2 separate regions of the Rattus norvegicus genome follow, and region 2 is linked to region 1. A link is a contact called in public Hi-C data. All regions are on one chromosome and are shown on one strand. Each heading gives the region's core, a stretch centred on a gene start, on an enhancer-like site or on the middle of the called end of the contact. The rest is flanking DNA. Distances are from core to core; before and after follow the strand shown.

Region 1 (5,441 bases), core at 1,213-3,712:
AAAACCCTTGTCTCCTAAGGGGTCTTACACATCTTCACTTCCAATATCTTTATTACCCTGAAATTAAAAAAAAAAAATCTCTGTAGATGATACCTCTGTCTTTACTGTGTTTATTAGGAAATCTGTGCGCTCTCTGATCTGCAGGCGGTCAGTATTTCTAGCTCTGCAGTCTGTCTGCTGTGCTGATATCCCAGGAAAGAGTTCTAGCTGTTTTGTTCATCACAGCAAACCTATCCTGATCCAGCAGGTCACAAACGTTGATTGGGAAAATTCAGTGTAGATTTTCAACTCTTCATGTAAAAACAAAACAAAACAAAAAAACCCAAAAAACAAAACAAAACTTACCTATCAACTCAGTGAGCTTACGCTTAAGTGGTCTGCAAGAGTCACTACATTTTTTAATACACAGAGTAGTATTCGATAGTATCGTAATACCTTTCCCTATCACAAAATCGATACACATATTCCCAATGCCTCCCACACTGAGTAAGTACCAAGAGAGAACAAGGGGGGAAATCCCAAACTCAGTGTCACAGCAATTCTGCTATTCCCATTCTATAGAGAGTTGAGGAGTTCTGGGGTACAGTAAAGAGGAGCAATCCAGAGGCTCAGTCACTGAGGCATGACCCCACCCCCACCCCCACCCCACCCCCGTGATTTGACTGGGAGAGTAGCATTATGGGGACCTTGGCATCTGGGAAAGAAATAGGTAATGGAGGTTGGTATTCTGTCTAAGCTCCACCCCCACAGCTACCTGGCAACAACCAGGTATGCTCCGCCCCACAGTTGCCTGGCAACAGCCAGCTGTGCCTGAATATAAGGGCTGCTTGCCCCCTCCTCTCCCTCTTGTTCTCTTTTGCCCTTACTCTTCTCTTCTCTTATGCCCTCATTGTCCCTGTCCTTTCTCTCCCCATTCCCCTGCCCCCTTCCTCCACATGCTCATGGCCAGCCTCCTTTGCTTCTCCCCTCTTCTACTCTTCTTTCATTAAACCTTTTCACGTGGAACCATGTTGGCTTTGTGTGTTCTGCTTGGACGCAGGCCGAGATTTAAACCCCAAAAATGGAGAGCACAGGGAGGTGGGGAGATTTCGGGTCGGCAGGGGAGTTACCTAACTCAAGTCCCCTTCCTGCTTCTGTAGGATGACCTTCCCAACCTCTCCCTTCACTGGATCTTTGTGAGGCGCAGAGAGGGTCAATGTCAAGCAGTGCAAGCAATGGCAGACGTTAAACCAGAGATTGTTGCTCCTGAAGAGGGAAGGAGCTTTGTTAGAGCTGGCGCTTGGTTTTGCTCAGCAGGGGTTGTACTGTGGAACCAGATCGATTATGTTAGAGTCCCGTCTCTGCAGCTCTCTGTTGAAGCGACCTTGGCTAGACTATGTAACTTCCTCAGTTTTGTTATCTATAACCCAGGATTATTAATAACACCTCATAGGCGCTCTGAGGATTAAATAAGTTAATAGTACACAGTAAGAGATATGTACAAATGATTTGCTGCAATCTCCCGCTGTCACCTAAGATTCACCACTGTGTGAGACCGAATACCAACGGGGCATCCGGCTGAAACTGTCCACCTGGCAATAGAAACCGCCAGCCCAGGACTCGGAGGAGTGGTCTGTTTAAAAAACGAAACTGGGGCGATGCTGATTTTCCTGGACGGCTTTTGTGCTGACAAGGTTAAAGGCTAACAACAGTCACATTCCATTCACTCAGGTTTAAAGGTCACCCTTATGGTTAAGTCCCACAGTCATGCCCAGGGCAAGTAAGTACTTCAGATAGACTGTGCGCTTGGAACTCATTGAGTGGGACCTGAGGGAGCCCCTACCTGGAAATGAGGTACCTACGGAACAAGTCTGAGGAAGCTTTGGATCCTGAGGTTTGAGAGTACAGGTGAGGAGAGAGGGAGGCTCCCAGGGTAAGTGCAGAGCCGGGAGCTAAGAACGGGCCTGAAAAGCAGCAGGAATGCTGGGAGCAACAGAATGTTCCTGGGACCACTGCCTATGGAGGCTACTCCACAGCCCTTTAGTGTGGAAAGGGGAGGGTGAGTCTAAGACTGGATAATAGCAATTGCTTTTCAGTTCTTTAGGTCCTTCCTTTCTCTCTCTCTCTCTCTCTCTCTCTCTCTCTCTCTCTCTCTCTCTCTCTCTCTGTGTGTGTGTGTGTGTGTGTGTGTGTGTGTGTGTGTGTGTGTGTCAAGAAAGGATTTCCCTGTGCTTTCCACTGACTCCATCTCACTGGTGCAAGCCTAGAAATGCCCACTTCCTATGTCTTTCTGCCCCTATAGTTTTGTGAAACTCCAGGAGGCTTTGACTGAACTTTCCTAGGCTTAACCCCTTCTTCTCCACATCACAAACAAGTATGCATAAATCCTCGCCCGATTTCAGCCCACTCCCTAGACAGGCCTGACAGGCCATGCCTTTGCAAAAGAACATTCCTTAGGAACTGCAGGTAGCGTTCCCCACATGGGCACCATTTACTTCCCCTAGCGGATCTAGTGGGAAGTAAACTCAGCCTGAGCCTTCTGCGCTCAGCTCGCCTGTACCCTGTCTGCCCTGAAAGACTTTGCTCTCTGTCCTTGCCCCTAAGTCGTACAGGCCCCTCCTTTCACCAGAACTTGGATTGGAAAGTATTCTTCGCCCAGCCCTGAGAGAAATCTAGCATGCATGGTGTTTCCTAGGCTTTGTAACTTTATCGAATACTGCATGGAGGGTGGAGAACTGAACGTGGACCCCTCCGCCATGACCCCTCCGCCATGACCCCTCCGCCATGACCCCTCCGCCATGACCCCTCCGCCATGACCCCTCCGCCATGACCCCTCCGCCATGACCCCTCCGCCATGACCCCTCCGCCATGACCCCTCCGCCATGACAGTGGCCAGGTAGCCTGGCATTGCTGTACTTTCTCCATCACCACCGTACCCTCAAACCACAAAGGGGACCAGATCTTCGAGACTTTCTGAGGCCCTAGGTCCCTTTCTACCCACGCACATTCCAAACATATCAGCATCTGCCCACACCCCACATTAAGTGTAATTTTTTGCTTCAGGCCATGAAAAGCGTGTTTATTATTTGCTTTTTGAAATCATTTGACTGTAAGTAGCTCATGCAATTTATAATTGGCTCAAATTTCCCCAGAGTTATACAATAGAGAGTTCTTAAAAAAAAAAAAAAAAAGAAAGAAGAAAGAAGAAAACTGTCCTAAGAATTATTTTCATATAAAATAAAATATTTTTAAAAAATAGATTTAGCAAAGAAGTAATTATCATATTTGTAGACATTTACTTCAATCTTGAGAAACTTTCTGGTATTTTTCTGTGGTCTCTTTAAAACCACCAGATCTTTATGTACACTGCGTAGAGATTCAACTGGAGGTGCCAGGAGGCCTGACAGCTTGAGTTCAATACCTCAGACCCACATGGTGGAGGGAGAGAAATGACTCCTGTAAGTTGTCCTCTGACTTTCGCACAGTGTCCTAGTGTGCACACCAGCCTTCGTGTGTACATGCATATACATGAAAGGTTTTTTTTTTTTAATGCAACAAACATAAATAAAAGGACTTGTAAAAAAAAATGGCTTCAAGAAGTTGTTGGTTACTCCCTTAACATTTGTTGTTGCACCAGTGTATCTTGCAGACAGGAGGTCACTTTTGTCGGTCTCAAAGTTTGCAGCTAGGTGATACAGATTTTCTCGTGTAGCATGTAAAATAGTTTCCAGCACCATGACTATTAGCCAGTAGGGTGAAGCTTCTAGTTGGTAGAAGCTTGATTCCTTCATGTTTTTGTTGTTGTTTTGGTTTGGTTGTTGTTGTTTGGTTGTTTTTTTTTTTTTTTGGTTCTTTTTTTCGGAGCTGGGGACCGAACCCAGGGCCTTGCGCTTCCTAGGCAAGTGCTCTACCACTGAGCTAAATCCCCAACCCTGTTGTTTGTTTGTTTGTTTGTTTTGGGTTTTGGTTTTTGGAGACAGGGATTCTCTGTATAGACCAGGGCGTCTTTGGATTTGCAGAGATTTGCCTTCCGAGTGCTGGAATCCAAAGGTGTGCGCCACCACGAATTCTCCATGTTTAATGACTTAAATAAGTTGTATCCTCAGCAATCTGATCTGACCATAAGGTTGTGGATGGACTTAAGGGTCACAGAACCTATATCTGACACAGCTAAAGTTTCCAACAACCTGAGACTAGAGAGATCCTGGGCCCTAAGGGAAGCCTCATTATTATTCTGCTAAAGGAACATAGCAATAACATGATTCCTTGTGACACGACACTGCTGTAGGTCAGTGACTCGGCCCTCCCCTGAGAAACTTCTTGCAGTAGATGGTAACAAACACAGATCCGCACCAGACAAAGGGCAGGGAGGGAGAGACAGAGGTGACTCCAAGGAGAAGGGTCATCTAGTCCAACAACACATGTGTGTGAATTCACGTATGTATGCGACATATATGTGACATTTTGCATAAGACTCGAACGGGTTGAAATTGAACAGAGTCCCAGCACTGGGAAGGAAAATAGAGAGTCCCACCGTTAATTAAGAAAATGATTTGAAAATGAGACTTGCTGAGAAAAGGAAAATCACTTTTCTCTAATGGAGGGACACTGGGTTTATCAACCACACTCCAGGCCAAGCCCTGCACTGAGGAGTAGCTGGCCAACACATGACAGATTCCATGTTTTCTTTGTTTTTGTTTTGGGATGTGTGTGTGTGTGTGTGTGTGTGTGTGTGTGTGTGTGTGTCCTCGGGCATGCAGATGCGCACTTGCCCGTGCTCATGCTCATACACTTTTTGTTCTATTTTTTGAATGAGATGGGGACTAGAGGGAACATGGAGTTGGATAGTTGGTTTGGTAGGGTGCTAGGGATGCTGTGGAAGGAGTTGAAGGAGGGGAAACAACATGATCAAAATGTATGAAAAAAATTACATTTAAAGAAAAAAGAATGTAGAAATATATGATAATGCAGTAAAAGAAAAATTAAGACAATGAAGTAAAAGATCATTCCGTTAACTTTACAAAGAAGGGCTTGTTGGATTCTAAAGACACACAGACTGAAAAATTCGAGAGAGGTTAGAATTGAAGGCACACGCGTCTGAGGCTGTGATCTCAAGGAAAGTAAAGATTTCCATCGCCTTAAAATTCAAGTGAGTGAAAGAGGCACGCTGCAACTACTAAAAGAACATCAGGTGACGTAATTTTCAGAGTGGTTGTGAAGGAAAACAGATGACAAACCCAAGTAGTTTTCAGAAACCCAGAAAGGAGAGTAGAAAAGCTCAGGAAGTGAGGTGCAAAAGTGAGGCACGAAAGACCGTGCAGACGTGAACTGAGAGAGCTGTAATCATAGTAAATACAGATCAGCTGGTGCTGCTCCAGCAGAAAGACACCTCAAACTGAAACGCTTTCTGGGCAGAGAGCTCCCCCTCCCACCTCTGAGTCAACATTTAAGGCAGGCTCACC
Region 2 (5,441 bases), core at 771-3,270, 50 kb before region 1:
AAATCCCCAACGGTGATGCATTTCATAGCGAACACTGGAGCAGGGCATCTGAGTAGGGGTGTCGTAGGCAGGGGGATCCATGGGGTTCTGAATCGAGGGACTCTGAATAAAGAGCTAGAGGGAAAGGGTAGTTGTTGAGCCATGATGTGACTGAACAATTCAGAAGACTGTCCCAGACAGAGGGCAAAGCAAGTACTGAGGCCCCAGGCAGGGATTTTCCAAGCATTTGTGTGAGCCAAGAAGGGCATCACATACATAGAGAGATGTTTGTGATAGAAAGGCTAGTAGGGCTTCTTTTCCGGTTTCCGCGGTAGGAGCAGCCATGAGCAGCAAAGTCTCACGGGACACCATGTACGAGGCAGTGCGGGAAGTCCTGAATGGGAACCAGCCCAAGTGCCGCAAATTTCTGGAGACGGTGGAGTTGCATATCAGCCTGAAGAGCTGCGACCCTCAGAAGGACAAACGCTTCTCGGGCACCCGTCAGGCTTAAGCCCACCCCTTGCCCCAAGTTCTTGGTGGGCGTCCTGGGGGATCAGCAGCACTGTGATGAAGCCAAGGCTGTGGATAATCCCCACATGGACGCTTAAGAAGCGTAATAAGAACAAGAAGTTGCTCAAAAAGCTGGCCAAGAAGTGTGATGCCTTTTTGGCCTCTGAGTCTCTGATCAAGCAGATTCCACGTATCCTGGGCCCAGGCCTAAACAAGGCTGGCAAGTTCCCCTCCCTGCTGACACACAATGAAAACATGGTAGCCAAAGTGGATGAGGTGAAATCCACAATCGAGTTCCAGATGAAGAAGGTGCTGTGTCTGGCTGTTGCCGTCGGCCACATGAAGATGACCGATGACGAGCTGATCTACAACATCCACCTGGCTGTCAATTTCTTGGTGTCCTTGCTCAAGAAAAAACATCAAGAGCACCATGGGCAAGGACCAGCATCTGTGTTAGGATGCTCCAATAGACCTCAGTGCTGCCATCTAAAAAGAAAAGGCTAGTAGGAGTGGGGTATGGAAACATATGTATATATCTCCTAAATGCCACCTAATTTATTTCCATCCTTCCAAAAGTGTAGTAGAAATTATGGGACGTAATAGCTAATCAAGTCGTTTGATACTAATGCAATCGGCAGGCATTATATAAGAGAATAAAAGCAGGTAGACAAAATCCACTTCATTTTTTTTCTTTCAGTTCATGTTTGAAGACTCACATCAAGAACTAAGACTACGTCTCATAATCTGGTTTACTCATAATCACCCGGCAAGGTAGTTATGACTTCCAAGGTTTTTTCATGATTTAATGCTACTTTCCAAGGTGTGTCAGGCAGTCCAAGGCACTTTACAACTGGCTGTAATAATACAACATGACCAAAAGCGACTTGAGGAGGAAAGGGTTTATGTGGCTTATGCACATCCACCATAAAGGGAAGTCAGGACAGGAAGTCAAGACAGTTACCTGGAATCAGGAACTGAAGCAGAAGCCACAGGGGAATGCAGCTCACTGGCTTGCTTCTCATAGGGTTTTAACCTTCTGCCTAGGGCCCTGCTGGCTTCCTTCACACAGAATGGAAAAAGAGCGAGCTCCTCCAGCCTTAGCAGCCAGGCTTGCAGATCCAGCTAGGTGCTTTCTTACTACACACCAGGACTACCTGCCCAACACTGGCACCACCCACAGTGGGCTGCCCTCCCCCCCATCATTAATCAAGAAAATGCTGGACAGACTTATTAATAGTCTATCTTATGAGGGTACTCTTTCAATCAAAATTCCCTCCTCCTAGATATATCAAGGTTGTGTCAAGTTGACTAAGATCAACCAGGACAGTATCTTTTCTAGTCTGACATTTTTCTAGCTACACTGAGCAGCAGATCAAGGTTGAGAGACTTAGACTCCTCATTGTCTCAGGCCCTTGTGGAGATTAGAGGATCCTAAAGGCAACACGACTCCTCTTGTCCCGGTGTAGCTGCCTTTCCAGAGAAGGCCGCCAGGGGACTCGGTTCTGAGCCTGTGAGCTGCAGTGGCGCTCGGGCGAGCTGCGCGGCGCGCTGGGTGCATGTGGGGGCCGCATCAGAGCCGTGGCCGCTGCATCTGGAGTCACGCGTGCTGGCTAGAGAGCCCCTCGCGTGAATCTGCAACATCGCTGCTCGGGTTGGAGGAGTTCACTCTTTTTCTCCCGCTCCAGAAGCTGCTGCCGGCGTGAAGGAAGCCAGCAGGGCCCTAGGAAGAAGGTTAAAACCCCACGGTAAGAGATCCTTCCAACAGTGGGGAGGAGGTGCAGTCGCAGCTTCCCGCTCCGTATTGTACCCAGGAGGGCCAAGGTGCGGGGCACACCTAGGGAGGATCAATCCTGCGGACCCCAGTCCTCACCCTGGTCCGCGAGCTTCCGGGGTTGGAGTCTGGTTTAGCCAGAGCGGGCTCCTTGGCTTCTCTCTGCCCCCGGGTATGCATTTCCCGGACTGGAATGTGAGTCCAGTTCCCACCCAGGGGTCTGTGGCTTTGATCTCAAATACACCCCCTCTCTCCCCCTTCAGGGTGCAGATCTCACCCGGAACCCATTCTCAATCTCAGATGCGGGTGGGGTGCGCGTCGGCCTGAAGCGGCGGGAAGAGAAACTTTTACAAAAGTGCGTCTGAGCAGGGGGGACACTCCTGGGCTCCTGGTTCCCAGAGCAGGCTCGGTGTGAAGCTGTGTAGAGAGGGCTACAGCGCACAGTCTTGGTTTGTCCCCCACCCCCCCACCCCCGGTCCTCCGGCTACCGATGCCTCATGAAGCGAGGGTATTAAGAATAAATAAATTTTGCTCAACTTTTGGACCAACAACTGTCAAACATCTGGAATCGTAGTCCCTTCCTTTCCTGCACCAGAGAAGGTGAAAACTAAAATTTTCCCTTCATTTCTCCTCCCCACCACTGGACCCCCCAGGATGGGGTGGTTAGTGGTAAAGAGAGGCTCCCGCCTCCTGGAGCGTGGCAGAGGCTCTACACCACTCCGGTCTCTTTCAGACCCTCTGGAAATCTTCCCCGCAGAGACGGGGCGACCGAGTCATTCTGGTGTAACCGGTGAATGGCCTTTTGTTCCTCTGCGGTTCCACTATTGTTGCGCCTCTAACATCTGGTGGGGCTCTGGCGGGGAAGGAAGTCCCTTTCGCCGCTCGCGGGGCCTTCCACGCCGACCTTTGCGCGGGCTGGGGTCTGGGATCCCCGCTGGGGAAGGACAGAGATCGGGACCCGGCTAGGCCGCCCCACCCGGGGCTTGCGGTTAGAGGGCGGAGGGAAAGTTGTTCCTAAGCCCGCCTCCTAGGCTGCTTGTGGCCCAAGGCGCATTTCTCAGATCTTATCCCTAGCTAATCTGAGACGAGGGAGTAGAGGCAGAGTTCTCAAAAGCCAGGAGCTCTGCGAGCGGGTCCAAAGGACTTCCAGAGGCGAGCTAAACGCGTGTGGAGGGCCCACGACCCGGGCGATGGCCGGGGACAGGGCACCTGGTCTCTACGGAAAGTTCAGGGGTTGAAGATTCTCAAGGGATGAGGGTCAGGCCATTGACCACAGAAGAGTGGAGACGAAAGCTAACCTGGGAAGGTTAAAGATTGCCTGGAAATAGTGGTGTCGTGACTAGCTGTGAAGTGTTCGTGGCTTCTGACTTCACCTAAGGCTCCAACTTTAAGACCCAAATTTCTCCCAGCGCTGCAGAAAAATCAGGCCATGACTAAGCAGTCCAAATGGCCGATGCGACCAGAGCACTGCTCTGGTTTTCATCCGAGAACAGGTGGTTTGGGGTAGCCCCTATTTCTCCAGAGGGGGGCGCCTGTTAGGCTGTAGGAGGTCGGGTTTCCCGGAATAAGTTAGGCGCTTCCATCTAAAGCAGTTAGCATTGTGTGGGTTACTTATTAAGCAATATTGGCAAGAGCAAAGTCACCTCCCAAAGCCGGCAGGCACCAGAATGGTTTCCCGAGGGTCGACTAGAGGAAGTTTGATCATACACACCTATTGGAACCTGTGCCTCTTGCCAGCCTTGTAGATGTTGCCTTTGCCACTTTTTCCTGTGGAATTCTCAACCTTAGACTGTCTGGGAGATACGGAAACATTCTCCCCGCTCCGGGCTGCTAAATGTTGACACTCGCCCTCTCCCACTCAGGTGAGAAAGAGGCTTATATGGAGTCACCTGTGACCTATGTTCCTCTCCAACACTCCACCCTGCTAGGGCCTCAGCGTGTTAAGTAAGTGCTCTTAAATCCCAACCATCCTTCAGATAGTTTAAGTTCTGGGCTCTGCACAGGTCTGGTTTGCCCTTAAACTTAAAAGTGCTTTGAGAGATTGTTAACTCAAGAGAGGATATATAGAGAAACTTTCCCCCACGATTTCTAGATCTTGCCGGTGGGATCCTGAAAAGAAAAAAACAGCAAATTCTCTGAAGTGGTCAACCCACTCTAATGATAAAGGCCCACAAGTTGGGATTTCTTTGAAATGTAACAGTACCAGCAAAGTAACAAACTGACCTGCTTAACGAAGTACTGCTTAGGTTCTGTTTGCTCAGGGAGCACCAGAAGGCATCATTAAAGTTAAAGTCAGGCCTTGGCCCAGCCAAGAAGGAAAACACAATCATTGTAGAGGAAAATAAGGGCATTCATTTTTTTTTTTTAATTTTGGAACTAAAAGACTTATCCAGAAAAATTATTGTAGGAAAAATAGAAAAGTCATAGTTAAAACGTTAAAAACTCTCTCTTTCTTATCCAATTATTTCCCTGGAATATTTAATTTCTGGAGGCATGGTAGGTTTGATACATTTTTTATAATATTGAAGACTGTAAGGTTGTCCGTAGTAAACACATGCCAGTGGGTATGAGAGAACCTACATTGTAGCCTAAGTGTTATCATTGTTTTTCCATTTCTGTGGTGTTAATGGGAGAGGAATGTTTTGCTGTTGCCTTACTTAGCACTTTTTAGAAATCAAAAGTGAGAATAAACATTTTTATTTTGTCCATTAACATTTCTGTGTTATGTTCTTTTTGGAGGGATGGGTCTCTGGTTTGTTTTTGTTTTTGTTTTTGTTTTTTAAACATTTATTTATTTATTATATTATATAAGTACACTGTAGCTGTCTTCAGACACACCAGAAGAGGGCATCAGGTCTCATTACAGATGGTTGTGAGCCACCATATGGTTGCTGGGATTTGAACTCAGGACCTCTGGAAGAGCAGACAGTGCTCTTAACCACTGAGCCATCTCTCCAGCCCTGTTTTTGTTTTTTTAAGATGTACTCTATAAAGAGAGTGTGGTTGTGACTTCTGTCAAAGTATCTGTCTTGATTAGAAAATGTTTAGCTTTTTTGGCTAGTTCTTTCTTCTTTTCTCCATGTCCTTCTCTCCTTGAAGTTTTGGGGATCAATTTCAGGGCCTCATACAGCCTTATACATGTGCTCCACCACGGAACTGCACTCCCACCCCACTTAGCCAG

Evidence for each region. A called contact is a pair of places that touch in the nucleus more often than the background predicts.
Region 2: a contact with region 1 is called in a Hi-C map of liver, with 6 times the contacts expected there. The contact joins the promoter of Mob3b here to the enhancer-like site in region 1. A contact is called at or near these places in 6 of 12 Hi-C or Micro-C datasets (Schwann cells, kidney, liver and 1 more).

What each region holds. Positions count from the first base shown.
Region 1 is chr5:54,481,577-54,487,017 of GRCr8, reverse strand. The region is part of intron 1 of Mob3b (MOB kinase activator 3B); the gene reads left to right. It overlaps LOC134486926 (a long non-coding RNA gene), which reads right to left. Exons shown (of 2, transcript XR_010066501.1): 2 at 2,092-5,441. Among named protein-coding and RNA genes, the nearest start is that of Luc7l3-ps2, 35 kb to the right of the region's middle. Within about 2 kb of position 2,462, at least 8 of the 93 cell types and tissues checked have an H3K27ac peak or open chromatin away from gene starts, as enhancers often do. A contact at or near this core is called in kidney and liver, where this site is marked.
Region 2 is chr5:54,530,743-54,536,183 of GRCr8, reverse strand. It overlaps Mob3b (MOB kinase activator 3B), which reads left to right and starts at 2,020. Exons shown (of 4, transcript NM_001108970.2): 1 at 2,020-2,234. It also overlaps the pseudogene Rpl10a-ps2.